6 separate regions of the Mus musculus genome follow, and regions 2, 3, 4, 5 and 6 are each linked to region 1. The links are chromatin contacts, called in public ChIA-PET, HiChIP or PLAC-seq and promoter capture Hi-C maps. All regions are on one chromosome and are shown on one strand. Each heading gives the region's core, a stretch centred on a gene start, on an enhancer-like site or on the middle of the called end of the contact. The rest is flanking DNA. Distances are from core to core; before and after follow the strand shown.

Evidence for each region. Promoter capture Hi-C pulls out the DNA fragments that hold promoters and counts their contacts. HiChIP or PLAC-seq counts read pairs in DNA pulled down with a chosen protein or histone mark. ChIA-PET counts read pairs in DNA pulled down with a chosen protein or histone mark. Capture Hi-C pulls out chosen DNA fragments and counts their contacts.
Region 2: a promoter capture Hi-C map of liver shows a contact between it and region 1, with 2.4 times the contacts expected there. The contact joins the promoter of Ifi214 here to the promoter of Mndal in region 1. A contact is called at or near these places in 1 of 15 datasets of contacts at CTCF or cohesin (pro-B cells), 1 of 115 datasets of contacts at active chromatin or transcription factors (memory CD8 T cells) and 3 of 9 other capture datasets (adipose tissue, liver and pancreatic islet).
Region 3: a contact with region 1 is called in an H3K4me3 HiChIP or PLAC-seq map of the 230-238 cell line, with 18 read pairs. The contact joins the promoter of Aim2 here to the promoter of Mndal in region 1. A contact is called at or near these places in 1 of 484 Hi-C or Micro-C datasets (B cells), 5 of 115 datasets of contacts at active chromatin or transcription factors (the 230-238 cell line, effector CD8 T cells, large pre-B cells and 1 more) and 2 of 9 other capture datasets (liver and macrophages).
Region 4: an RNA polymerase II ChIA-PET map of memory CD8 T cells shows a contact between it and region 1, with 35 read pairs. The contact joins the promoter of Ifi206 here to the promoter of Mndal in region 1. A contact is called at or near these places in 1 of 15 datasets of contacts at CTCF or cohesin (CD8 T cells), 2 of 115 datasets of contacts at active chromatin or transcription factors (large pre-B cells and memory CD8 T cells) and 2 of 9 other capture datasets (adipose tissue and liver).
Region 5: a RAD21 HiChIP or PLAC-seq map of pro-B cells shows a contact between it and region 1, with 11 times the contacts expected there. The contact joins the enhancer-like site here to the promoter of Mndal in region 1. A contact is called at or near these places in 1 of 39 promoter capture datasets (cancer-associated fibroblasts), 3 of 15 datasets of contacts at CTCF or cohesin (CD8 T cells, large pre-B cells and pro-B cells), 2 of 484 Hi-C or Micro-C datasets (B cells and bone marrow-derived macrophages), 6 of 115 datasets of contacts at active chromatin or transcription factors (the 230-238 cell line, bone marrow-derived macrophages, effector CD8 T cells and 2 more) and 2 of 9 other capture datasets (adipose tissue and liver).
Region 6: a promoter capture Hi-C map of pre-B cells shows a contact between it and region 1, with 2.5 times the contacts expected there. The contact joins the promoter of Spta1 here to the promoter of Mndal in region 1. A contact is called at or near these places in 2 of 39 promoter capture datasets (the 3T3-L1 cell line and pre-B cells).

Annotation. Positions count from the first base shown.
Region 1 is chr1:173,878,391-173,882,290 of GRCm38.p6, reverse strand. Mndal (myeloid nuclear differentiation antigen like) reads left to right here and starts at 2,104. Exons shown (of 10, transcript NM_001170853.1): 1 at 2,104-2,140; 2 at 2,301-2,366.
Region 2 is chr1:173,533,697-173,537,703 of GRCm38.p6, reverse strand. Ifi214 (interferon activated gene 214) reads left to right here and starts at 1,747. Exons shown (of 5, transcript NM_001024721.2): 1 at 1,747-2,032.
Region 3 is chr1:173,419,018-173,423,240 of GRCm38.p6, reverse strand. Aim2 (absent in melanoma 2) reads right to left here and starts at 2,637. Exons shown (of 9, transcript NM_001013779.2): 1 at 2,555-2,637.
Region 4 is chr1:173,489,308-173,493,477 of GRCm38.p6, reverse strand. It overlaps Ifi206 (interferon activated gene 206), which reads left to right and starts at 2,160. Exons shown (of 8, transcript NM_001372437.1): 1 at 2,160-2,491.
Region 5 is chr1:173,454,361-173,458,491 of GRCm38.p6, reverse strand. It overlaps Aim2 (absent in melanoma 2), which reads right to left. Exons shown (of 9, transcript NM_001013779.2): 5 at 2,877-3,158. The coding sequence starts at 3,138. Among named protein-coding and RNA genes, the nearest start is that of Ifi206, 35 kb to the left of the region's middle. Within about 2 kb of position 2,126, at least 17 of the 459 cell types and tissues checked have an H3K27ac peak or open chromatin away from gene starts, as enhancers often do. A contact at or near this core is called in CD8 T cells and pro-B cells, where this site is marked.
Region 6 is chr1:174,171,064-174,175,134 of GRCm38.p6, reverse strand. It overlaps Spta1 (spectrin alpha, erythrocytic 1), which reads right to left and starts at 2,359. Exons shown (of 52, transcript NM_011465.4): 1 at 2,174-2,359; 2 at 572-808. The coding sequence starts at 2,194. Gm36196 (a long non-coding RNA gene) reads left to right here and starts at 2,354. Exons shown (of 3, transcript XR_373720.3): 1 at 2,354-2,582.

The DNA of each region.
Region 1 (3,900 bases), core at 855-3,354:
TATTATGAATCCTGATAATTAAGCCAGGTCATCAGGCTTGACCACAAGCACCCTCACCCACTGAGCCATCTCACTGACATGCCCCAGTGTAGGGGAATGCCAGGGCGAGGAGGCAGGAGTGTGTGGGTGAGAGCGCCCTCATAGAAGCAGAGAGAGTCAAGTCAGGGGTAGATAGGGAGTTTCTCAAGGGGAAACTGGAAAAGGGGATAATATTTGAAATGTAAATAAATAAAAATCCAATTTAACTTCATATGCCTCAGTACAGGGGAATGGCAGGGCCAAGAAGTGGGAGTAGGTGGGTAGAGGAGTGGGGAGGGGGGAGGGTATGGGGGGCTTTTGGAATAGCATTGGAAATGTAAATGAAGAAAATACCTAATAAAAATAAAGAATAAAAATAAGTAAACAATCCTATTTTTAAAATCCTAAAAACATACAATATCTTGGAATGAAAGTGACCAAAGAAGGAAAAGATTTGCACAATGAAAACTTTAAAACAATAAAAGAACTTGAAGAAGTTAAAAGAAGACAAGACACTTTCCAATTTCATGGGTTTCCAAGAGCTGCCAAACACCAGCACTTGGAAAGCAAACCTCGATGATTTTCTACCCAGGTAAATCTGTGGACCCTGCCAGATGAGTGATGGTATCCCTGGAATTGCACTGCTTCTATATTGATTTTAAAGCTTCCTATAAAGCATCCAGTAGTAGTTGGTGTCCTTTTTCCCCATGTCTCACTATAACAATAGTACAGACACCATCCACTATCCTACAAAGGAAGAAACAGTCAGTCAAACACTGCTTTAAGCTCTGAAGCTACCAGATGTTCAGCTTTTTTCCTTGAGTTTCCAAGGCTTCATCTGCTAGCACTACATAGCCCACAATCTGCTGTCTTTTCCCATTAAAAATATCTCAGGGGTCATTTTCTTAATCAGTTATAGAGGACAGTGAAGCTATAGTATAGAGGGCAGTTACGCCCAATTACTTTTTTTTTTTAAGCTGAGGTTGAAGTTGTATGTTTCTTATAACACTATGCTCTGGGAAAATATGGCCTAGGAACCACTAATGAATTAATGAATGGATGCTTTGGAAAGTGCTTAAACCAAAAGTGATCCATCACACATATTTCCCTATTCAGGAAATGCTCAAGCAAGTACTGTTGTGGTCTGCAGATCACAGCACAAAGCACCCAGAAACGGATCTCAGTTAAACAGGGCTGGTTTATTGAACACACACCCCAAGACTGATTGAACAGGGGCTCAATTCAGATACAAGAGCTATTTTCCAGGGTCAGTTAATATAGGCAGAAAATCATAATGAGCTCATAAGCGGGTGAGGGGAGGGCTGTAGGGTGGTCAACCTTTTTCCAAGTCTTTTTTTTTTCAAGCTGTCCTCTATCTTTCTTTGCTCTGAGTGAAGGCTATGGGTTGGGAATTTCTGATGATGATGATGACTGTTGAAGCCTCAGAATATGGTCAAATTGACCTTTCTTTCAGTCAAACTTTTTCTTTTAATTTTTAAAATGTTTTTATCTTCTTTTTTTTCTTTTTCTTTTTATTAGATGTTTTCTTTATTTACATTTAGGATGTTATCCCCTTTCCTGGTTTCCCCACTGAAGACTCCCTATCCCCTCCTCCCTCCATCTGCTCACGAACCAACCCACACTGGCTTCCTGGCCCTGGCATTCCCCAATATTGGCTGTGCCTACAGTCAAGCTGCTTTTGTGTCAAACAAGCTGGCAGGCATGAAACAAAAGTATTACAGCTGAGCTAGCAGGCTTCATCAAATCCAAGGAACAACAGACTCTCAGGCGCTCCCCTCTGACCACTTTCATACTGAGCAAACAAAGAAGGGTGAGGTGGCTGAGTGACTTGCTTGTATCTCCTTGTGATTCATCTTCTTTCAGATGAGAGTGATTCCTAGTGACCCACCCTTAAGTCTACTGGACATAAAACATGCAGTGTTGCAATTTCTCTCTCTCCTGTGTGTGTTTGTGTGTGTGTGTGTGTGTGCTTCTTTCTAGAAATTACATTAATAACAGGAAATAAAGTGCTCTATTTTAAGAGCTGGGGAAATCGAAAGCTATGAACAGTGCTGGGAGGAGCCCAATTTCATCTTAAGTCTCCCCAGGAAGACAGCACACTGTAAGGCATCCAGCCCTGCTAAAGCTAGAAACTTACTTTAACCAGTTCTCTTGCCCCCCTCCCTGTTATTTTGTAAATACTACATTTTCTCAGCATTTAATGAGATTGCAATGCATTCTGGTGTACTTTTTTGAGTCATTTCTCTTTCTACTCAAAACAGAGAAACCCCATTTCCTGACTTGCTGAAGATTTATCATCTGAACATTGCTGAGAAATTTCCACGGAGGTAAGTCTCTCCCCTTTTATATATAGAAGAGATAGCTCCATGAAACCCACAAGAACATAGGGGATCAGTGTGGTTCTTCCCAGTGGCTGGTGGGGAGAGCACAGATTGTTCAACTGCCAGCAGGGCAGTGAACCTGCTGCAACAGGTTCTGATACCGCATTCAGGATGATGACAGCATCTTTCTTTCTCCATTCCTCGAGCTTGAGGTAAGAAAACATGAGCTTTGATTAGTGCAGGTTATAAAATTAGCTTTCTAAGTATAAGTGTCAATAAATGGAAAACAAGAAGGCTTCAGTAGCCTGGGCTGGGCGGTGCAGGGGAATCTGGTGGCTGGACTGAGTAAAAGACAGGTTAGTGATATAAAAAATTACTGTGATATAATATTCAGTGAAAAATGCATTTGAACAAGTAGCTTCATCATCTGGTCTTATTTTAACATTAGACAGCATGAGAACTAGTGGACATGTGCAGTACAACGTTCCTAAGAATCACAAATACAGTTATTCAAATACTTCCTGTTTCAATATGCATATGTAACTCTTTCTTTCTCTCCCCTTCAAAAAAGGGAGTAAGAATAGTATTTAGTCACTGATAGAAACTTTTTGTCATCATGAAAGTTATTCTTTTTATAGGCTAAATTTTATTTATTTTTGTTTTTATTTTGTTGTCATAAAATATAGGGAGTATGAAGGTCAGTTACATACAATCATTTCTGTTGTCCACTTGGTTTACTTTTAGGATATTTTAAAGGCTTTCTGTATCCTCTGGCATAGGACTCCGTGTGTACTCAAACTTTGTAATTCAAATGTCAATTTGAGATTTGTACCTGAATTAGACCTGTGTTGCTAAGTTTCTCAGTTATACTACTCAAACTTTCCAAATTTTTCCAGATCTTTTTACCCTACTCAGTAGTGACTACACTGTCATATTAACTGTAAACCTGTGGGTTCTCCTTTTTATCTTTTTAAAAAAAGTACAGATTTGTGTGCTCTCACAGATATTGAATGGATGTGATGTATATGTATGTGTATGGATACGTGTACTTGTGTGAAGATATATTCCATGTTTCGATAGAGCTGTGAAATAAGGACAAAGAATTGCGCTATTATTAACTGATAAATCCATAGTTAAAACTACCTCCTTCTAAGATGGGAGGGTTTAACTTTCTGTGGTATTTAATAATAGTTTTGCCTTCCGTTCTATTAAAGCTCCACTAATGTAGATAAATAGGATGTTCTTTAGTTTCTAGAGAATTTAATTTTAGATTTCTCCACTGTTGGGGAATCTTTTATGAACAACCTATAGGTAAATTTCTTAAATAACAATTGGCAGACCTTGTCATTGGACTGGTTAGGTCCCCCCGGGTAGAGTGGCAATCAGCAGAGTTTTGTTTTGCTTCTACTACTGTTATTTCACCCGGGATGTTCTTTATGTTCTCTTCCGTCTGTCTGTCAGCCTTGGTGATGTACTTCCTTTTTCGCTTTTTTTTTTCTGATCAAGTTTTCATTTTAAAGCATAGGTGCACCTACTCAAG
Region 2 (4,007 bases), core at 498-2,997, 340 kb after region 1:
ACATGTGGGCAAAAACATTCATACACCTAAAATAATAAAAATTAAATCTAAAAGAAGTGAAAGTGGAAAATAATAAGGAAAAAAGTAATTTTATATAAAATGGTGAAAAGTAAAAATTAATTTAGAGAAAAGTTCATTAAAACATTAAATAAGTTAATACTCATGTTTAATTATTATTTGATTCCATTATTAATATTCATCCTGATGGTAAATGTGCGACAATATCTAATTATAAGTAAAACTGTATCTCAGAGATATGAGCAAGTCCCTTTTATAAAGTCAATTGGTAATAAAGAAAACATGATAAAATTAGGCATAGTGGAGAGCTGAATTTTGAGACTGGCCTGGGCTCCATAGTCAGACCCTGCATCGACTACCAAATAACAGCAATAGAGATAAGAAGTCAAAGTGTAACATCACCACTTTGCCACATCACAAATTAAACCATAATTTCTTTCTCTGATGCTGTAATTTGGAATGATCCATACAAAGACTGTCCACAGTGCTTGTCCCAGCTTGGTACCTTTGGCTACCTTGTGGCTATGTTGGGCTTCTGCAGCAGGGATAGGCAAATCCACTGAGACATAAGCAGGAACTGAGCGGAAACAGTAGGATCAACTTCCCCTGGCCTTTCTTTACTACATCAGTTCAAAAGATGAAGAAAGGAAAAGGAAAAACTACATTGGCCAAACAAAAGAAAGATAAAGATGGTATTTTCCAACCTCCATCCACCATGAATAAAGGACTGCAATCAGAATCAATGGTGGAGACACAGCACAGGTCCAGTGGCTTAGCTCTCCCAAGAAAAGCTTCTCTGGCTTTCCTTCCCCTTCTCTCCTTTTTGAGATTAATTAGTATTTTATGTAGTCTAAGAAACTAGTGAAAATGGCACCTAGTCAGCAAATCCATAGTTTCTAGTCATCTACATTGTTTCAGAAATACTTCAAGGTAATGCAATTCCCAATGATGGAAACATGAAAGGATGGCATGTTTTTAAAAGTTCTTAACTAAGGCAATCACCAGTTAAAGAATACTACTTTCCAAAGCCGGGTAAAAGATTTAAACCTAAACTGAGCCTGGTCTACAGAGAGAGTTCCTGGCCAGCCAAGACTACACAGTGAGACTCTGTCTTTAAAAGTAAATAAATTAACAATAGTAGTAGTAGTAGTAGTAGTAGTAGTAGTAGTAGTAGTAGTAGTAGTAACAGAAAAGAGGAAAGCTAAAGCCAAAATCCTTTCTGCTTACGTGAGGTTGGAGTCCTATGTTTCTAACAACATTGGTACTCTGGAAAGTCCAGGGAACTAACAAAGGAGTGAAGTGTTTAAACCAAAAGCAATTTCATCTCAGATTATTTTTTCTTTTTTGAAATTCATTCAAGAGCAGCTAGCAATTGCCAATTTCTCCTGCTGCCATCTGCATCCTGAGCAGGAAAGAAAGAGACCTGGTGACTTAGCTTTGCCTTTTGGGGATTCATCTTTATTTAAAAGAGAGCACATTCCTGGTGACTCCCTTGTGAGTTTGTTGGATACAGAGCTTTTATATTTGGTTCTTGTACCTGTAAGATTTGTAAGAAAAGCAAAACATATCAATGGAGTGTAACTGTCTCTGACTTTCTTATGGTGACTAAAAGGTATACAGGAAAAAACTGTCGAGTTTCAGTCTCTGAGGAAATCGAAAGCGATGCACTCTGCTGGGAGGAGAACTTGCTATTTCTTAGCTCTTCTGCCCACAAAACAACACCCAGCTGAGACATTCAGCAAGCCTCAGTCCATGGAGTGAGTCTAACCTGAGAATTTCTGTAGATTACATTTTCCAGTTCCCAAGAGATTTATTGGTTTATCTTCTTCACACACACACACACACACACACACACACACACACACACACACACACACACCAACTCCTCCCAGTCCCCAACAAACTTTAAGAAGAAGAAGGACAAAAGAGAAGAGGAGGAAGAGGAGTGGAGAAGCCTCTAGTCCTGCCCTGTAGAAGATCTCAGCTTTACATCCTTAGAGAAACATCCAGCAAGGTGAGTTCTACCTGTTTTCTGTAGATATGGTAGATATTGGCTACATCTGTAAAAACAACAAGGACAGTGAAAAGACCTTTGCTGGTTCTTGTGGAGGAGGCAGTGCTGATCTGGTGCCTGCTGCACTCAGCAGTGAGCCCACAGCAGCCGGATTAGGGTCAGTCACTCAAAAAGATGGCAGACATCTTTAGTCCTCCACCACAGAGGAATGAGCTAAGAATAAAACATTTTGCATATTTTAGATTGTTTAATGAACTTTCTAAGTATAAATCTGAATAAGTGGATAATGTGAAGGCTATAATTAGCTCGGATAGGGAGTTCATGGTTATCTGGGATCTGTGGGTGAGTGGGAAAAAGCCAAGATAGTGACATGAAAAATTATTGTGAATAAAAACTGCCTCTGGACATGAAATGAATTTTCTAGTATCCTATCACTAGGAAGTTTCTCAGGATCATAATATATAAACACACAATGGTTTAACCATTTCCCAAACACATTCTGTTTGTTCTCTTCTTCACACCTTTCTAAAGGTGGTATTTCCATTATTGGTAATTTCTACCATCACGAAAGTTGTTTTTGGCCATTTTGTTTTCCTTTTGGTTCTCTAATGGTGAAGTGTAATAGAGTGATGGAAAGTTAATTAGAACACATGTATCTTGCCCATTTATAGAACAGTTTGAAGAATACGTGTACCACAGCAGAGGACTTGGATAGAAGCTCTTAATTGATTTCAAAGTTCTGTGAACATTAGACCAGGCTCGCTAAGTTTATTAATTATTGTAGCTAAACTTTCTAAATCACTGCAAAAGATTTTACTTATTTTTAACAATCAAGAGATGTACTTCTTTTTTATTTATTTTTATTTTTATTTTATTTTATTACATTTCAAATGTTATCCACCTTCCCAGTTTCCCCTCTTCAAACCTACTATCTCATCCCCTCTTCCTCTGCCTCTATGAGGGTACTCCCTCACACACCCATCCACTCCTGCCTGCCTGCCCTGCCATTCCCCAACACTGGGGCATTGGGCCTTCACAGGACCAAGAACCACCCCTCCCACTGATACCAAATAAGGCCATCCTCTGCTACATTTGCAGCTGGAGCCATGGTTCCCTTCATGTATACTCTTTGGTTGGTGGTTTAGTCCCTGAGAGCTCTGGGGGTTCTGTTTGGTTGATATTGTTGTTCTTCCCATGGGATGGCAAACCCCTTTAGCTTCTTCAGTCCTTCCCTAACTCCTCCATTGGGGTCCCATTGTTCAGTCTGGTGGTTGGCTGCGAGCATCTGCAATCTGTATTAGTCAGGCTCTGGCAGAGCCTCCATAGAGATGAACTTCTAAATGTACCATGATATTCTGATCTTTCTATTATTATTATAAGCAAGTCAGCTCAGTCAGTCAACAATGTCTCAAGGGAGGGAGGATTAAAAAGAAAAAGACAATTAGACATTATAACATGACTCCAGACAGCGCTGACACTAAAGCAGGTTTATTTTTTCCCAGTCAGCTTTTATACCTTCTAGGTCCTTGCAGAGAACAGGGTCAATTTTTAAATCAAAGTAATCAAGAAAGGCTATGAACAAAGAGATCACACCAGGTAGGAATCAGCCAAAGCAATAAACAAAGTATCCTGAGTCATCATTTCTAGGGATTACCAAGACAAAAGGAAAGTCACACCTTCTTTGACTGTGCTTACCTCAATCCTAGCATCAGCCCAAATGCAATGCTCTTACTGATCCTACTTCCTCCTCTGAGCCCAGTGACAAGTACTGGCCAAATTTCTATAAACAGCACCAAAAGCTCTCCACCTTATTAGATAAATCAACTATTTGTAGGAATGTTATCATTTTGTAGTATTTTAAAACAACTTAAATATAATATAGATGAAATGACTTTTTTTTAGTTACAATATGAAATGGTTTGGTTTAAAAATTCCCCTTATTATTTAATAAGGTTTATTAATAACATATGGCTAT
Region 3 (4,223 bases), core at 1,388-3,887, 460 kb after region 1:
CCAAAACTCCTTTTGAAAATAAAAATGGAAAAGATATGCACTTGAGGGATAAACTAGTAAATCAACTGCTGTTGTTCACCAATCAGTTCGTTTTGTCCAGTAAGGCATCTTGTAAGTCTTAGAGGAAATGAGTCATGAATCAGGCAAGATTTCTTCACTATCCCCACAACAAATACAAGTATGTATAGCTGTGTAGTGTACAGGCTGGGGCTGTGTAGTGTAACTCAAGTTGGTCGTCAGACTATGTCTATTTGAGGAGGTAACATTTAAACAATTACAGAGATAAATAGAAAGAGTAATTCTTATATCTTGGAGCTAGATCTAAGGGAAGGTATACAGCCTTATCTATGTACTAAATCACAATGGATTATTCACTTTGCAGTGACTGGCTGTATGCTAGTTTACCTTATTGAAGCAGTAAATGTGATGTTATTCAGTTTCACCAAAAAGTACATCAGAAAGCATTATTCTGGGATAATGATAAATGGCGTTTCCCCACAAGATGTATAAATGGGACTTTTAAAAACATGACTAACATAATATGCATCATTCTGTGTAAAGAATAATCTTAAGTGTATTTTTAAAAAGAAGAAAACAAACATGGAAATATCATATGAAGCGATATAAGATGGTTACACAAGATTCAAACATTTCAACTGACAGAACGCACATGAATTAGACTCATGGGTTTAAAAAGAATGCTAAACTGGAATAAAACCCACTGTGGTGCCTGTGGTGTTTAAAAAAGACACAGTGGGGGAAATTGAAGTGCTGAGTAGCTGCAAAGCAAAAAATACGTGAACATATGTATCAGGCACTAAGCACAAAAACTCTAGTTAGAGCAGCTCTATCAATATTAGTCAGAGAAGACTATAAGACAAATAGTGCCATTAAGGACAGAGTTGCTATACAACAATTAAATGTTAAAGTCATCAAGGTAATATAACCAACAATTCTAAACAGTAAGCACCTCATTGAATAAAGTCAACAGTTGTAAACAAAATTTGACAGTTCTCCACTAACAAATGGCAAATGTACCATGATGGTCAGAAATTACAAAACATTTCCTTCAGTAACTAACGCTTTAAATAGCCAAGAATAAAATAAAACAAAAAGCAAAAAAGTAGAAAAGTTGAACAACATAATTAACAACTATGTTCTGATACTTAGAAATACTTACCACACTTTCGGTAAGGGCACAAAGGTTATCACTGAGTTCCAAAGAGTAGTTACTGTATTAGTTTCTTTTTTTTCTTCAATTTTTAATATTTAAATGTATTTTATACATCAAACATATTAATAATATTGAGCATTTTGAGAATCAAATAGTCTGTAAAAATGTGTTCAACTTTTATATTGATATCCTTTCATACCCTAAAAATATCATTAATGAATATTTAATACAGGAGAACACAGTAAACAGCTATAAGCACTTAAAGAGGCAACACAAAAATCTCTTAAAGAATTACAGGAAAAAACAATCAAACAGGTAAAGGAAATGAACAAAATCATCCAAGATCTAAAAATGGAAATAGAGACAATAAAGAAATCACAAAGGGAGACAACCCTGGAGTTAGAAAACCTACAAAAGAGATCAAGAGTCATAGATGCAAGCATCACCAACAGAATACAAGAGATAGAAGACAGAATCTCAGATGCAGAAGATACCATAGAAAATATTGACAAAACAGTCAAAGAAAATGCAAAAAGCTCTTAACCCAAAACATCCAGAAAATCCAGGACACAATGAGAAGATCAAACCTAAGGATAATAGGTATAGAAGAGAGCGAAGATTCCCAACTTAAAGGGCCAGTAAAGATTTTCAACAAAAATATAGAAGAAAACTCCCCTAACCTAAACAAAAAGATGCTCATGAACATACAAGAAGTCTACAGAACTCCAAACTGGACCGGAAAAGAAATTCCTCCTGTCATAATAATCAAAACACCAAATGCACCAAACAAAAAAAGAATATTAAAAGTGGTAAGGGAAAAAGGTCAAGTAACATAAAGTCAGACCTATCAGAATTACACCAGACTTCTCCACAGAGACTATGAAAGCCAGAAGATCCTGGGTAGATTTCATATAGACCCTAAGAGAATACACATGGCAGCCCAGGCTACTATACCCAGCAAAAATCTCAATTACCATAGATGAAGAAACCAAAATATTCCATGACATAACCAAATTTACACAATATTTTCTCATAAATCCGGCCCTACAAAGTATAATAGATGGAAAACACCAACACAAGAGGGAAACTACACCCTAGAAAAAAGCAAGAAAGTAATCTTTCAAAAAAACTAAAAGAATATAGCCACACAGATATAATTCCACCTCTAACAACAAAAATAACAGGAAGTAGCAATCACTTTTCCTTAAATATCTCTTAGCAATCACTTTTCCTTAATATCTCTTTTCAGTTCCCCGCAAAAGACAGAATTGGATATGTAAACAGGACCCAGCATTTTGCTGTATTAGTTTCTTTTCTGTTTTGATAAAATGTCATGAACATTAGCAACATAGGGGAGAAGTAGGTTTTAATTTTACTTACAGGTCCATGAGGGTGGATTTCATCACGACAAGGAAAAAACCTAGCAGCTAGTTAAGGAAGCATGGCGGCAGACAGGACAGGAAGCAGGCAGGACAGGAAGCAGGCAGGTTGTGATTCTTGCTCAGACAAAGAAACAGAGTTACAAGTGAGACCGCCTATCACCTCTCACAGGCCGCCCTCAGTGACCCACTTCCTCCAATAAGGTTTCTCCAGTAAGTTCCTCCTTGTGAAAGTCCCAAGACCTTCCGGAGCCACCAGCCGGCATATATTCAAACCTCAACAGATACCATAGGAATGATCCTTCCCCCAAATTCCAGGGATTTAACTATGGAAATGGGAAAGCAGGATCCAATTGGAACTAGACTGAAATAAACTTGCTATTACCTAATAAAGTAAAGGAAATAGAGATTAAAAGCACATATAATTTTTAAAAGATGCCATGTCACTTGAACATTTGGGATTATGGAGTAACATTATCTGCTTGGCATTTCTTTCTTTTTTTTTTTTTTTTTTTTCTATTTGATTCCGTGTCTGATTTTTTTTTAATTGTTCTTTTGTGTTACTACCATGCTGGGTTTTTTTTTCCCCACATTTTTTTTATTAGATATTTTCTTCTTAGATTAAGGTTACTTAGAATTTTGAGCTCTGATGCTTTCAAGCTAACGTTACATCACAGGCTTTCTGTCATGCCATTATTCTCACCTTTTATCGAGAAATAGCTCCCTGGCCCCTATGTTTCTTCCCCCTTCAGCTAGAAATCAAAAGCCCTCTTCTAAATATAAATTCATGTCAATAAAACACCTACAGACCAACACACCCAGAAAATCAGAGTTCCTTTTAGGCTCAGTCTGGGTCAACCCTCTGAACAATATATTCTAATTCCTGCCACGGCCAAATGCACTTTCTTTTGTAAAGGTCTCAGTTGTGGTGCAATAAAAGATAACTTCTGTTCCTCAGTCAACTGAAGGTTTAGAACCAGGCTTCCTGCAGCCTTATTCTTTTCTAGAATACAGTCAATACTAATCCCTCTTTCTAACCTCAGAAACCCAGGACTCTCTTTCCTCTTAATTTACTGATTAGCAAAATGGTCCTAAAGCTTTCTCTAGAAAACTTCTGACATATCTTACTTACCTCAGGGGATTTTCTTCTCTCCAAAGCAGCCTTAGTTCTCAACTCAGGGACTGGTGTATGTCCTGAGAGTTCAAACCATCCGCCTCACAAAGATTTTCACTATGAGTAGTAGGACATGAAAATCATGAAAATCAGGTCTTGGGAGACAGAAAGCAGAAAGTACTCTCAACTATCTTCTTTCACTTTGAAGCTTGGCTAGTCCTGGCCCTATAGCTGAGTCCTAAACCCTGATGCTGGGGCAAAATAATTATATATTAAGGCTCTGCCCAAGCAAATGCTAGTTTTCAGTTTCCTTTTTACAAGCCTCAGCAGAGTTTCTCCTCCAGCTGTGAGGTCTCAACCAGAGGTATTTTAGATATAGGGAACTCCACAAAAGTTATTTCCTGCTTTACCAGGGAGTTCATAGCCTAAGGGACAAGCCCAGCCCAATGCACACCACCCACTCACTTACTGGTGGTTGGTTTTCTTTGATTTCAACATCAACACACAAAAAAGGGTGGGCTCTGCATAATCAGATCTCTTGATTGACAGGCTGCCC
Region 4 (4,170 bases), core at 911-3,410, 390 kb after region 1:
TTCAACTTGTTGACCTTTTATACTTTTTTTTTTTTGGTAAGATCTGCTTATTAGTGAGTACAGGTCATACATGTCCTTTTGGGTAAGAGTTAGCTCACTCGGGATGATAATTTCTAGTTCCATCTTTTTGCCTGGAAAACTCAGGATGTCCTCATTCTTAATAGCTGAGTAGCATTCCATTGTGTAAATGAACTACAATTTCTGTATCCATTCTTCTGTCATGGGACATCTGGGTTGTTTCCAGCTTCGGGCTATCAAATAAGGCTGCTATGAACATAGAGAACACTTGCCCCTGTGGCATGGTGGGGCATCTTTTGGGTTTATTCCCAAGAGTGGTATAGCTGGGTCTTCAGGTAGATCTATTTCCAATTTTCTAAGGAACCTCCAGATTGATTTTTAGAGTTGTTGTACCAGTTTGCAATCCCACCAGCAATGAAGGACTGTTCCTCTTTCTACACATCCTCTCCAATATGTGTTGTCACCTGTGATTTTGATCGTAGCCATTCTGATTGGTGTAAAGTGGAATCTCAGGGCCATTTTGATTTGCATTTCTCTGACCACTAAGGACTTTAGACATTTCTTTAGGTGCTTCTCAGTCATTCGAGATTCCTCAGAATTGAAATCTAGGTTTAGTTCAATACCCCATTTTTTGATTGGGTTATTTGGGTGCTTGGTGATTAGATTCTTGAGTTCTTTATGTATTTTTGGATATTAGCCCTCTATTTGATGTGGGGTTAGTGAAGATTATTTCAAAATCTTTAGGTTGCTGATCTGTCTTATCAACTATGTTCTTTGCTTTACAACCTTGCCAGTTTCATGATGTCCCATTTATCAATCCTTGATCTTAGAGCATGAACCATTAGAGTTCTGTTTAGGAAATTTCCCCCTGTGCCAATGAGTTCAAGGCTCTTTCCCATTATCTCTTCCATTAGATTCAGTGTATCTGATTTTATTTTGAGGTCCTTGATCTAATTAGACTTGAGCTTTGTGCAAGGTGATAAATATGGGTCTATTTTCATTCTTCAACATACAGACAGCCAGTTAGACTAACACCCTTTTTTGAAATGCTTTCTTTTTTCCATTGTATAGTTTTGGCTTGTCAAGATCAAGTGATGGGAAGTGTGTGGTTTTATTTCTGGGTCTTCATTTCTATTCCATTGATCAACATGTCTGTCTCTGTACCAATACCATGCAAGTTGAATCACTATTGCTCTGTAGGAAAGCTTGAGGTCAGGGATGGTGATTTCCCCCAACTGTTCTGCTATCAAAGGCAGAGACATCCAAAAGTTGCCCAAGACTAGCAGTTGGAAAGCATTTTAACTCCCATCATTTTCATCCAGGTGACTGGTTACCTAGCTATGGCATTATCCTCTTTTGCAGACCAGCTGGCAGGCTCTCATACCATTATCTGCTACTTGATACCATTTGTTCCATGTTTCAGGATTACATCAATCCTTAATCCTTGAATTCTCCATGCCAGAAAAGTGCAGCAGGACAAGCATTATTTCAGTCCATAATCTCAATCAAAGCTCGAGGTTTCCCACTGACTCCCAGGCCCCAGGTTTCCCTGTGCTTACCAGTGAATAATGTAGAGACACTGAGGAAGCATTAACTTCACCATTGAAGGAGGACAGCTTAGTTCTATAATCAAGAGGGAGGTGGATAATGCCAAATGCCTTTCTAGCTATTTGAGGTTGCAGCTTGGAGTTGTGTGTTTGTAACATTATGCTGTGGCAAGTCTAGGTCTTGGGAGCTACTAATGGATGCATAGATGCTACAGGAATGACTTAAACCAGGAGTTGTTTCATCTCAGATTTTCCTTGAAACTCATTCACATGCAGCTGGCAACTGACACAGCAAAGATCTCCTGACACTGAGTCTGAGCAGAAAAGAAAGAAGAGACTGGGTGACTTGGCTTTTTTTGGTCTAAGTTTTCACCTTCATTCAAAGGAATGAAGGTTCCTAGGGATCCTTTTGCAAGCCTGTAGGACATGAGGATTATAAATCTAAATCTTGTACCTATGAAGATTTGCAAGAAACATCCTGAGTGTAACTAGCTCTCTTTGACTTTTTTGGTAATTGTTTACAGGAAGGAAACTCTTGAGTTTCTGTCTCTGAGGAAATCGAAAGCTATGAACCTTGTCCACTCCCCACAAAGTAGCACAGGATGAGAAACCCAGTTCCCCTCAGTCTGAGCAGCTGAGCAGTGACTCTACCCAGTGTCAGCTTTCCATCTCTCTCTGAAAACACTTCATTGTCTCAGAATTTCAGGAGATTACAAAATCCTCTGGTTCTCTTTCTGAGAGATTTACTGTTTACTCTTCATACACACACTCACACACAGACTCACACACACACACACACACACTCTCTCTCTCTCTCTCTCTCTCTCTCTCTCTCTCTCTCTCTCTCACTCACTCACTCACTTGCTCACTCACTCACTGCTTCCTGCCCTGCAAAACTGGATACCACTGAAGAATTTTCTGAAGAGGTGAGTCCTCCCCCTGCTTTCTCTGTGAATGCACACGACTACAGGTGAAATCCTTGTCGATCTTTAGGTTGAGAGAGAAGGAAGCCAAGCTGGTGGCTGCTACACTGAGCAGTGAATCTGCACTATCTGGATTCAGGTCCTTGGCTCATAATGATGCTAGGCATCCTGATTCCTCCACCAGTAAGACTGACCCAAAAAGGGGCATATTTCAGATTATAAAATACACGTTTTTTAGGTAAGTCTGGATAAGTGAATAAGAAGAGTGCTTTAGTTTTCTTGGCTGGAGAATGCTTAGAACCTGGTGGTTGTAGTGAGTGGCTGGGCAACAGACAAGTTTGTGACAGGAAAAATTGCCATGAAGCAATAATACTGAAAAAATGCATCTAGCCCTCAGGCTGCATTATCTATTATTGCAACCATACACAACCTGGGCACCAATGGGCATATGTAGTCAAAGATATCCCAGATTCATTATGATTGCAAACCTGTGGTTTTATTGACTTAAGAAGCACATTAAATGGTCTTCATTCACTTGTGCATCAAGTGAATAAAGTAATATTGTAGACATTGTTAGTCTGTATCATCCTGAAAGTTAATTGCTTTGGGTTTTTGTCTTTTTAGTTTTCTTTGATTTTGTTTTCTGGTGGTAAGACTTAGAAAAGAGTTGGAGGTTCATCGGAACTAGATGTATACTTCATACTTTTAGACTCTTCTGCAGTCCCTCTGTGCACTATGGTTGATCTATCACTTATTAGGTGTATTAATTATGCTGCCCAGACTTTCTAAAATTTTACAAAAGTTATGACCCTGTTCATTTAGAAATTAAGATAAATACTCCTAAATCATGCATTAAATTTTGGTTTTTTAAGTTATTACTGGACAATTCTATTATTAAAACACTTTTCTATTTCTAGGAGGTAAACTATTGTCATTCTTTTGGTTTTCTGAGAAGAATTTTATATTTTTGGTTCTAATTAAGACAATGCTAATATAAAAAAATCTGTTCTTATTAGTTTCTATAAAAAGGATTTATTTTATAATTTCCATGAATGCATGCCTTAATGGAAACATTTAGCTGCACATATTAAAGAAAATTTGACAAAGGATGTTAATTAACCAATTATATGTTAGTTCCTGTAGGGTAGGTTGAGGACACATTTTTCTGGATTTTACTATGACTACTTCTTTTATGGGACATCTGCATTTCTTTTCTTGCCTTCTCTTTATGACTCAAGTGGCTAACAAGTGATGACAACATTACTGAGCTTATGTTGTTTCCTCCTTCAGTGGTCCTGTTGATGTCCTTACTGTCTCTCCTCTCTCTGAGGAGAGTTTCACTCCTGAGGCAGAGACTCACCCAGTTTTCACCTTGCTTAGGTTTTACTCTGAGGAGCTCTCAACTGCACACACTATTTTCTTACCACACTTCCCAGAGCTCTTCCTGGTGCGTTAGCTCATCTGAACCTGCCGAGGCACTGATGCCAGAGAGTACTGTTGAGGCTTTCTTCTCTGAGTGTGAATTGGTCTACATTCAGACACTCATTCTCAGTGTTTGTTTTATGTAGGGTAAGTTAAGGGTACCTCTTTGCACCATTGGGGATGACTATACTTTGATATCTAGGATTTGCTAACTGAAGATGGGTTTTAATGTAAATACCTGAAACACTATACTACTGAAT
Region 5 (4,131 bases), core at 877-3,376, 420 kb after region 1:
GTGTGTGTGTGTGTTTAGTCTCAGGTCACACCCATTCCAAATGTCCCAGGAGCAGCATCCTTCCTATCCTTGGAACCCAATCTATCGCCATGAACAAATAGAGAATCTAAGTAGCAACGCTACCCATTTAGGACCTACATCCTGCAAACTTACTTAATTAGAGACGATCAAAGACTCTAGCTAGCAGCTCTATTGGACTGCTAAGCCCAGTTAGTGACCCTACTAAACCATGTAATGTAGATAATGTTTTTATTTGACCACAGAACACAAGCAGCAGCTTGGTCCAATCAGAAAACCTGAGAACAAGGTGTCTCCTTATAATTGATACCAACTGACATATGCATAGCACAGCCTGGGGTAAGAATAAGGGGGTTGTGAAGGAGAAGAGAAGTAGAACAAAGACCCAAAAAAGTTACTGCTTTCTCCTCCTCAAATGTGCAGGCACCCATCCAACATTTTATTCTGAAAAGGAAACTTCTTGTCCTGATTTTTAAGTGACCATCTATTAATATGGTCAGTGTTCAATTACTTAAGGAACTTATAGGTAAAGATGTTATAAGAACCTTTTTACGTGTGGTTTCCTCACAGAATCTGAAACATTCAGGGATGTTCATGGATTTAATTTTGTTAGATATCAAATCATGTAATGTATATGACTAACAGTTGTCACATAATAAGTATTCTGTCACTCTCTTTCAGACAACAGGAAGGAACTGAGTCTTGGTCAGGAATCCTATAGGGACCTTTATTCTTGTAGGCATGTCTAATCTATGGTCCATGAATCACATGTGCCAAGGACAGCTCTGAATGCAGCCCAATGCAAAACTATAAACTTCTTAGAATTTTTTGATCACATTTTTAACTCCATTGTGCTGTTATGGTGCATAAACTTTGGAAATGCTAGTGGCCTATGACTAATACCAAAATGACCAAATATGCTTGCAAGAAGTTCAACTGATCGTCCAATGGTTAGTGCTATGACATTTTTATTTATATTTTGGATATTTGCACATAAAAACATCCAGTCTCTGTTGACAGCACAGGAGAGGAGAAGAGAGCTAAGGGAGCCAAAGGGAATAAACATGTCACTCTGTTCTAGCCTATCAATCATACTGACCTTTTAAAAAAAATGCCATTGAGAGTGTTGTGTGGAAACATTTGGAAAAGTCATCTTCCCACTAGATACCTCTCGTTTCATTTAATAATTCAATGCACACTTTTCCTCTATCTAAGATCATTATACTTGGAGAATTTCCTTAGGTTTGCTTGGGTTTGTCATGCTTATTTAACCTCATAATTTTTCACCTGTTCTCTTGCTCAAGCCTCAACTAAAGGTCGGGACCCTGTTATCATTCTTTAATGACATCGTTTAATTTGTTCAGATACACACACATACACACACACACACACACACACACACATACACACACACACACACACACACACACACACACACACACACACACAGTTTTCATGAGGCAAGGCCACGTCATGCTGAACATTTACCAGAAGAAACACAAGGCAAAACTGCTGGGAAACAAGCCAGAGATCAATGCTCTACCGTAGCAGCCACTGGCATCACTGACACAGCTGTGGTCAAGGCAGGCTTGAAGATGACTTCAAGTAGCACTTCCAAGCTGCAAAGTGCCTAAACTGACTTCTAGATCAGCAGTCACTCCTGAGTTTTCAACCAGGTCTCAAAGTAGATCTTTTGAGCTAATCAAGCCGATAAAACCCCACCATTATTACAGAAGTAAAATAGAGGAAATTTTTTTAAGTAAGGGGGCTTTATATCATCCTATCCAGAAAAAAAAAAAAAGAAGCCATGAATAGGAATTAATTTCGGGAGTTAAAACTAAAACATGCTATCAGGCTCGCTTAGTTCAGTAGATGAACAGTAGTGACTGGAGCAATGATGTGTTCTTACTGCCACTGTGTGGTCAAATGTAAGAACTACACTTTCTGTCCAATGTCAGCTACTCTTAAACTAATCGTGATCAGGCCTTGCTCTAAGTTCCTCAAAGTCACATAGCATCTTATACCTGTATGTGATTTTTACCCTTACTTCATCACTTAGACGGCGTATAAATAACCCTCTGGAATCCAAGCCCCTGCTGCTGCATCACACACATCTCCTCGGCAAGCAGTTAACATTTTGAAGCTTCTGTATTACATAGTGTCCCCAAACCACTGCCTTTGGAATCTCTCATTTTAGGGACTCCCTTGATGAGGTATACTTTCATTGGCTCTTATTAGTCATTTGAACCCCAAGGACATCCCAGTTGTTCTTAAGGAGTAATTGGAAACTTAACGACATGGCATATAATTTGTGGAGAGTGAGAGCTGGTTTATTGAATGCAAACACGTGCTTTGTGTCCTGGAAGTTCATAATGTCGTCTATGCTAGAGATAAAGGAAGGATTAGAAACTCCATGCAGTAGAAGCGCAAAGGCTTCCTTAAAAAGGCCAACTGGGACCATGGCAGGATGGCTCAGCGCGGAGGTGGATAGTCCATGGCAAAGTTAAACAGTTCTCTGGTTTGTATGTTCAAGGCTGTGTTTTCTTCATGTCACAGCCAGGCAGGCCTTCAGCCAAGTGTGAAAACCTTAAGTACTGTGTAATGAGACCTTGGACATTAACACCGACCTGCCATTTCCGCAGTTTCTGCAAGTAGATTGGAGACAGACTCTGGTGAAGAGAGAGACAATGGTGGCAGCCCTGACTACCGGCATCAGACACGGCTAAGGAATTTGTAACATGCTGTTTAGTGACTCTGGGGGGTGAAGGGCCTGGTGATTAAGGAAATTAATTTCCTACAATACAATGTAGAAGGGTTTCATTTCTCTCATATCATTAAGGGAGGGCACTCCTACGCACCTTCTTTCTTTTTCTCTTCAAGAGCATTTGCAATATGCATATAATTCAACTTCTGGAAAATATTAATGGCCTTGGTCACTGCAGACGCCGCACCTGCACTTTGAATCAGGTGGTCAGCTAACTCTGTCCTATCTGCCACGTCGAGTGTGCTCCTGGCAATCTGAAACTCAGTCAAAGCAAAGTACTTGAACCGTTTCAGTTCTTCCTCCGTGATGTGGTCCAGGCCGGTCAACAACAGCATTTCCCGGTACTCACTCTCCATCTCACAGTCCCAGGATCAGCCTGAAAAGAAACCTCGGCCGTAAGATTACAGCACTCTATGCAAGTCTACATTCAGGACACACAAGGTAAGTGGTTAACAAGGCATACCCAAGATGACAGAGCAGGAGGAGAGCATTAGGTGAAACGTGAAAAATGAATCGCTATGCAAGATGATCAAAAAAGGATACTTTCAAAGGGCATGTGGTAACCTAGGAATTCTTAGGGTTCCTGACCCCTGCAAAGTGTAGAATATGGCACAGTGTGTATACTTCAGGCATATAACTTAAAATTTAACATACATATACATGAAATATATTTACCAGTTCATTCACTTGAGGACCATATTTTGCTGTCCCATCTCTTCAAATTCAAGATCAGAAGATTTTTCTCCTGTATTCTTCTCTAGAGACTTAAAAGGTTTAACTTGTATATCTATGACCTATTCTGGATTCTTTTGTATATGGTATAAAACTATACAAAGATCCTTTTGTGCACGTGGCAAAAATTTTCCGTGATTGTATGGAGAAGACCATGTCTTCTTTGTTTTCCAAAAAAATTCACTTTCCCATATATGAGTTGGTCTATTTAAGGATTCTTTCCCTTGTTCCTTAATTTATCTCTCTCTTAATTTAGGATGTATGTGATATTCTGAATGGGAACATTCAATAAAAAGAAGATGTCAATTTGTCAATTAATAGACAAACTACATGCAAAATCTCAGAGAAATCATGTAAGGATAATTCTACATCTGCATGCAAAGCTAAGGACAAAAAGATACCAAATATGTTAAAATATTCACCAAGTAACACTCTGCCGACTACCTATAAATGCTTTTAAAGACTTAATAATTAGGGAAGTCAAATGGTAAGCAGAAAAATGTCAGAATAAAATCAGAACCACATATACAAAAAACATGGCACATAAACAGTATGAATAAATCTGAAAGAAAGAATTATCAGCAAAGAACAGTATTCAGAAAAATTATGTGGGAGAT
Region 6 (4,071 bases), core at 1,110-3,609, 290 kb before region 1:
CTTTAGAAGCCCTGATAAGTTTTACTGTCTATGTTTTAAAAATTAATCGTTAATATCATAATATAGAAAGCACAAGGTATGTCAAAGTTTCTTGAACTTTTAGACACTATTTTGTCTAATAAGCTATCATGAAGTAATGACTCCAATGAGTTTTATTTGCAGATAAGACTCTGAAAGTTAAGAAATGGAAGGCATAGAACATTTAGAGGCACAACTTTCATCTCTATTAGATAGTCTAATCTTTCTGTGACATCTATGTATTAATTATAAGAATGTGAGTTCTGAACGAAACTTCAATATGATGCAGTATGTTTCTGTATTATCAACAACTGATGTATTGTCAGTTTTTTTTTCTTCTAGCTCACTTTTCTAATGTTGTAAAGAAGAAATAATGCCAGCCTTTTTCTTAACTGAATTTTTTAAGTTCCCATTCTACCATTTTGGCTTTGTTCTGTACACAGAATCAGGGCATGCTTACATCCACCTCCTCAACATTAACATGAGGAAAAGGCCACTTCAGTCTCTAGAGAACTCAGGGTGAGTTCTGTAGACATTTGTGGCACTGAGTTACCTGTATGTTTGTGGGTTCATATGTCTTATCTTTTGCAATTTCAAGCTTTTCCATGATCCACTTCTCCAGGTCATCTGCGTCTCTCCTGAAAACTTGATAGTGGTAAGACTCCTCAAGCTTCTGACCCCTCTCGGCAACGCGATCCTTGAACCTCTGGTACTGGTTTAACACCTCCGCTCTTCGGTGTTGGATTTCTTCTGCTGTTTCTAGGACCTTTGGTCCGCTGCTCTCGACAGCCTGTAAGTGAAAAAGTCTCTTCATGTTTTGAAATATTATTCTATATCCCACAATACACATTATGTTAATTAAAGCTATACAAAGAAAAATAAATAATGCCTGTAGCTGTGGCTAGTTCTCATGTTTAGAATGCGATCCCTCTTGCATATCCCAAGGCTTTCATCCATATTGAATCTATGTTCACAAATTATTAAGCCTATTAATTCATACGGTTATTGGGTGCTGTATAACTGTATAATTTTAAACTATAAATAGCTATTTTTAGATTCTATAGAGAGAAGAAATTTGGACTGCTGAAGCAATGCCACAGAATGTCAGATATACATACATACATTATATATATATATATATATATATCCCAGTACAGGGGAACGCCAGGGCCAAGAATTGGGAATGAGTGGGTAGGGGAGCAGGGCGGGAGGAGTGTATAGGGGACTTTTGGGATAGCATTTGAAATGTAAATGAAGAAAATATCTAATAAAAAATTGAAAAAAAAACTTGGTGCCACAACATTCACAAAAAAAAAAAAAAAAAAACGGGGGGGGGGGGAAATGGTAATTTATACCCTTCAAAGGCTAAACAACATTGATAAGTGCTGGTTATCCTGTAAGTTTAAGGAACAGTCAGATGGTTTGTAATTGCTTTAGTGAATCACACACATAAACCTGAGTACTTTTCCTTTTTAAAAGTCTAGATCATGTATTATGTACTCTTCTAATTTGATTTACTAAAAAAAAAAAAGCTGCTTAAAAGAAAATCTAAATGTAACCTGTCTTCTCACTTGTCACAAAGTATAAATCATTAATGTTTTAATAATTGGATTTTGGAATATAAAATATTTATTATTAATCAACACAAAATCATGCTTTAATTTAAAGAAATCCAGTTTTTGTGTAACAATATTTAGAAAAAAATTCCATAGAGACATTTCTATAGTGCATTGCTCTCCTTACATCTTCTATCCAAAATATGCAATACCGTTTATATTTTGATGTTACTTTATTTTCTAAATATAGTTTTTTTATAGACAGTAATTCCTGAGATGACTCTAAAATTAAGTCATTCCACAAGAGCACAATTTTTAGTGGGATTATTTGGTTTCAAATTACCTAGTAGTTTTCTGAATATCTGACTTGAGCAAGTAATTATTAAAATTATTATTATTAATTATTATTATTATATAGTTGTAAAGTTCTACATTATTTTTAGAAGTGAAACCTTCATAAAAGAATTAAAATCAAAACTCTTTGCTACGTTAAAATCAAATAAGTGTAATTTTTAACGACCCTGTGAGGATGGAATGGAAGGCTCAGAGGAGACAAGCTTTCCTAACTTCATCAGGAATGAGAATTCGTCTGTACTCACAGTTTCCTTTGGAGTTTCCATCTCTGCTCAGCTCAGTCTAAGGCTTTGCAAGATGAAATGTAGCTAAGAGAGAAAAATAGTTCTTTGAATGTCCAGTCCACTTCAAATAGGAATGTCAGAAATGTGAATGTGGCAAAGGCCCAGAGGAAAAAAAGAGTTTTAGAGTCCCGCCAAGCGTAGACAATCTGCATTATCTCCAGGGGACATATTCAGTTGAGGCAGCTGCTGACTTCCACACACAAGGTGACTCAGCAGTTTGGGGGGCTGTGGCTCTCTGGACCTCAGTAGGTATTTTACAAAGGAAAGGAAACAAAGTTTTCAGATGCAAAAGTTTGGAGGAAAACCAGTGACATTTGAAAGGCAAGTGCCTGTATTGGGCTGTGTTTTACTCAGTCACAGAGCTTATAAGGTAAGAGAATTTAAAAATCAGGAAGAAATTCCAGGTTTCCCTTTCTTCTGATTTCACACTGGAGAACTGAGGGAATCAGAGGAGACATGTTTCTCTCTTTCACCCTTCCTTCCTTCCTTCCTTCCTTCCTTCCTTCCTTTCTTTCTTTCTTTCTTTCTTTCTTTCTTTCTTTCTTTCTTTCTTTCTTTCTTTCTTTCTTTCTTTCTTTCTTTCTTTCTTTCTTTCTTTCTTTCTTTCTTTCTTTCTTTCTTTCTTTCTTTCTTTCTTTCTTTCTTTCTTAAAATTATTTAACCTTTTTTTTTTTTCACTCCAGATTTTATCCCCCTCCAGGTCCACCTTCTGACTGTTCCACATCCCATATCTCTTTGCCAACCCATCCACTGGTCATCCCATTTGCTTCTGTTGCTCCTGCCTTTGTGCCTGTGTCTCAGAAATCAATGGCAAGACCTATGTCATGAAGCTTTACCCCAGGTTTCCTCCTAACAGTTTTACATTACACTTAAGTCTTTTGTATGATGAAGACACAATTTTGTTCCACAACATCCAGTCCTGCCAATTAAGCCACTGTGGTGTGTGTGTGTGTGTGTGTGATTATAAGGAATTAAGGGTTTTGTAATTATTATGAGATGGCATCAGAAAGTAGAGCCCAGAACCATAAATTTTGATGGCCTAAGAGAAGACTGGTTAAAAGGAGGAGGGAAATCATGAAATGAATGGTTTTTACAGGAGGAGTCTTCTGTGCGTGGGTGGGGTGATTTGGAGGGCTGTCCCTCTGGGCCTTGTTTATCAGCTCTGGGCAGAGCTGTACGCATAAGGCAAATCAGCCCTGAGCAGCTGCTTCAGCCTGGCTCACAGCTCAGGACAAAGTGAGGCATTTGATGTCCTGCTCTTGGGCTCAGGGAATCCAAGAGCTTCAGAAACAAAAATGTACAGTTTCCATACTGTAAGCATATTTTGGAGTCAATAAAGACAGATACAATAACTTTAATGCAAAATTAGTATTTCCCAAAGAATAGAATCTATCATCAATCTAGTCTCTAACGATTTTGCCTTTGTTTTGCTGGAGCTACTTCATATTTAAATTCTTTGCTTTTTGACTACTACATGGGTCAAGATAGTAGAACACATTGTTCAGAAAATGAAAAAGGTATTTTGTTGGGGGGTGGGGTGCATAGGGTTTCCATATAGAACTCAAGCTGGTCTAGAACTCTTGTCTGTCCTACTTTAGCTTTTTAACTGCTGGAATTATAGGCAGGCATTACTACATAAACAAAGTCCTTCTGTAGTTAATATCTGCTTTCACCATTACCAGCTGACGGTCTCTGAAGTTGCTTACTCCTTAACTCTAGTTGAATATTTATACCTTCTTTCTGTTTTTCCTTTCCTGTTTATACATATGCTTTCATTGCAGTAATAAAACGTATAAGTCATATTTCCTCTCAACAGTATGTTATACATTTGTGATTAGAAGACAACTTAGAACAGTGGA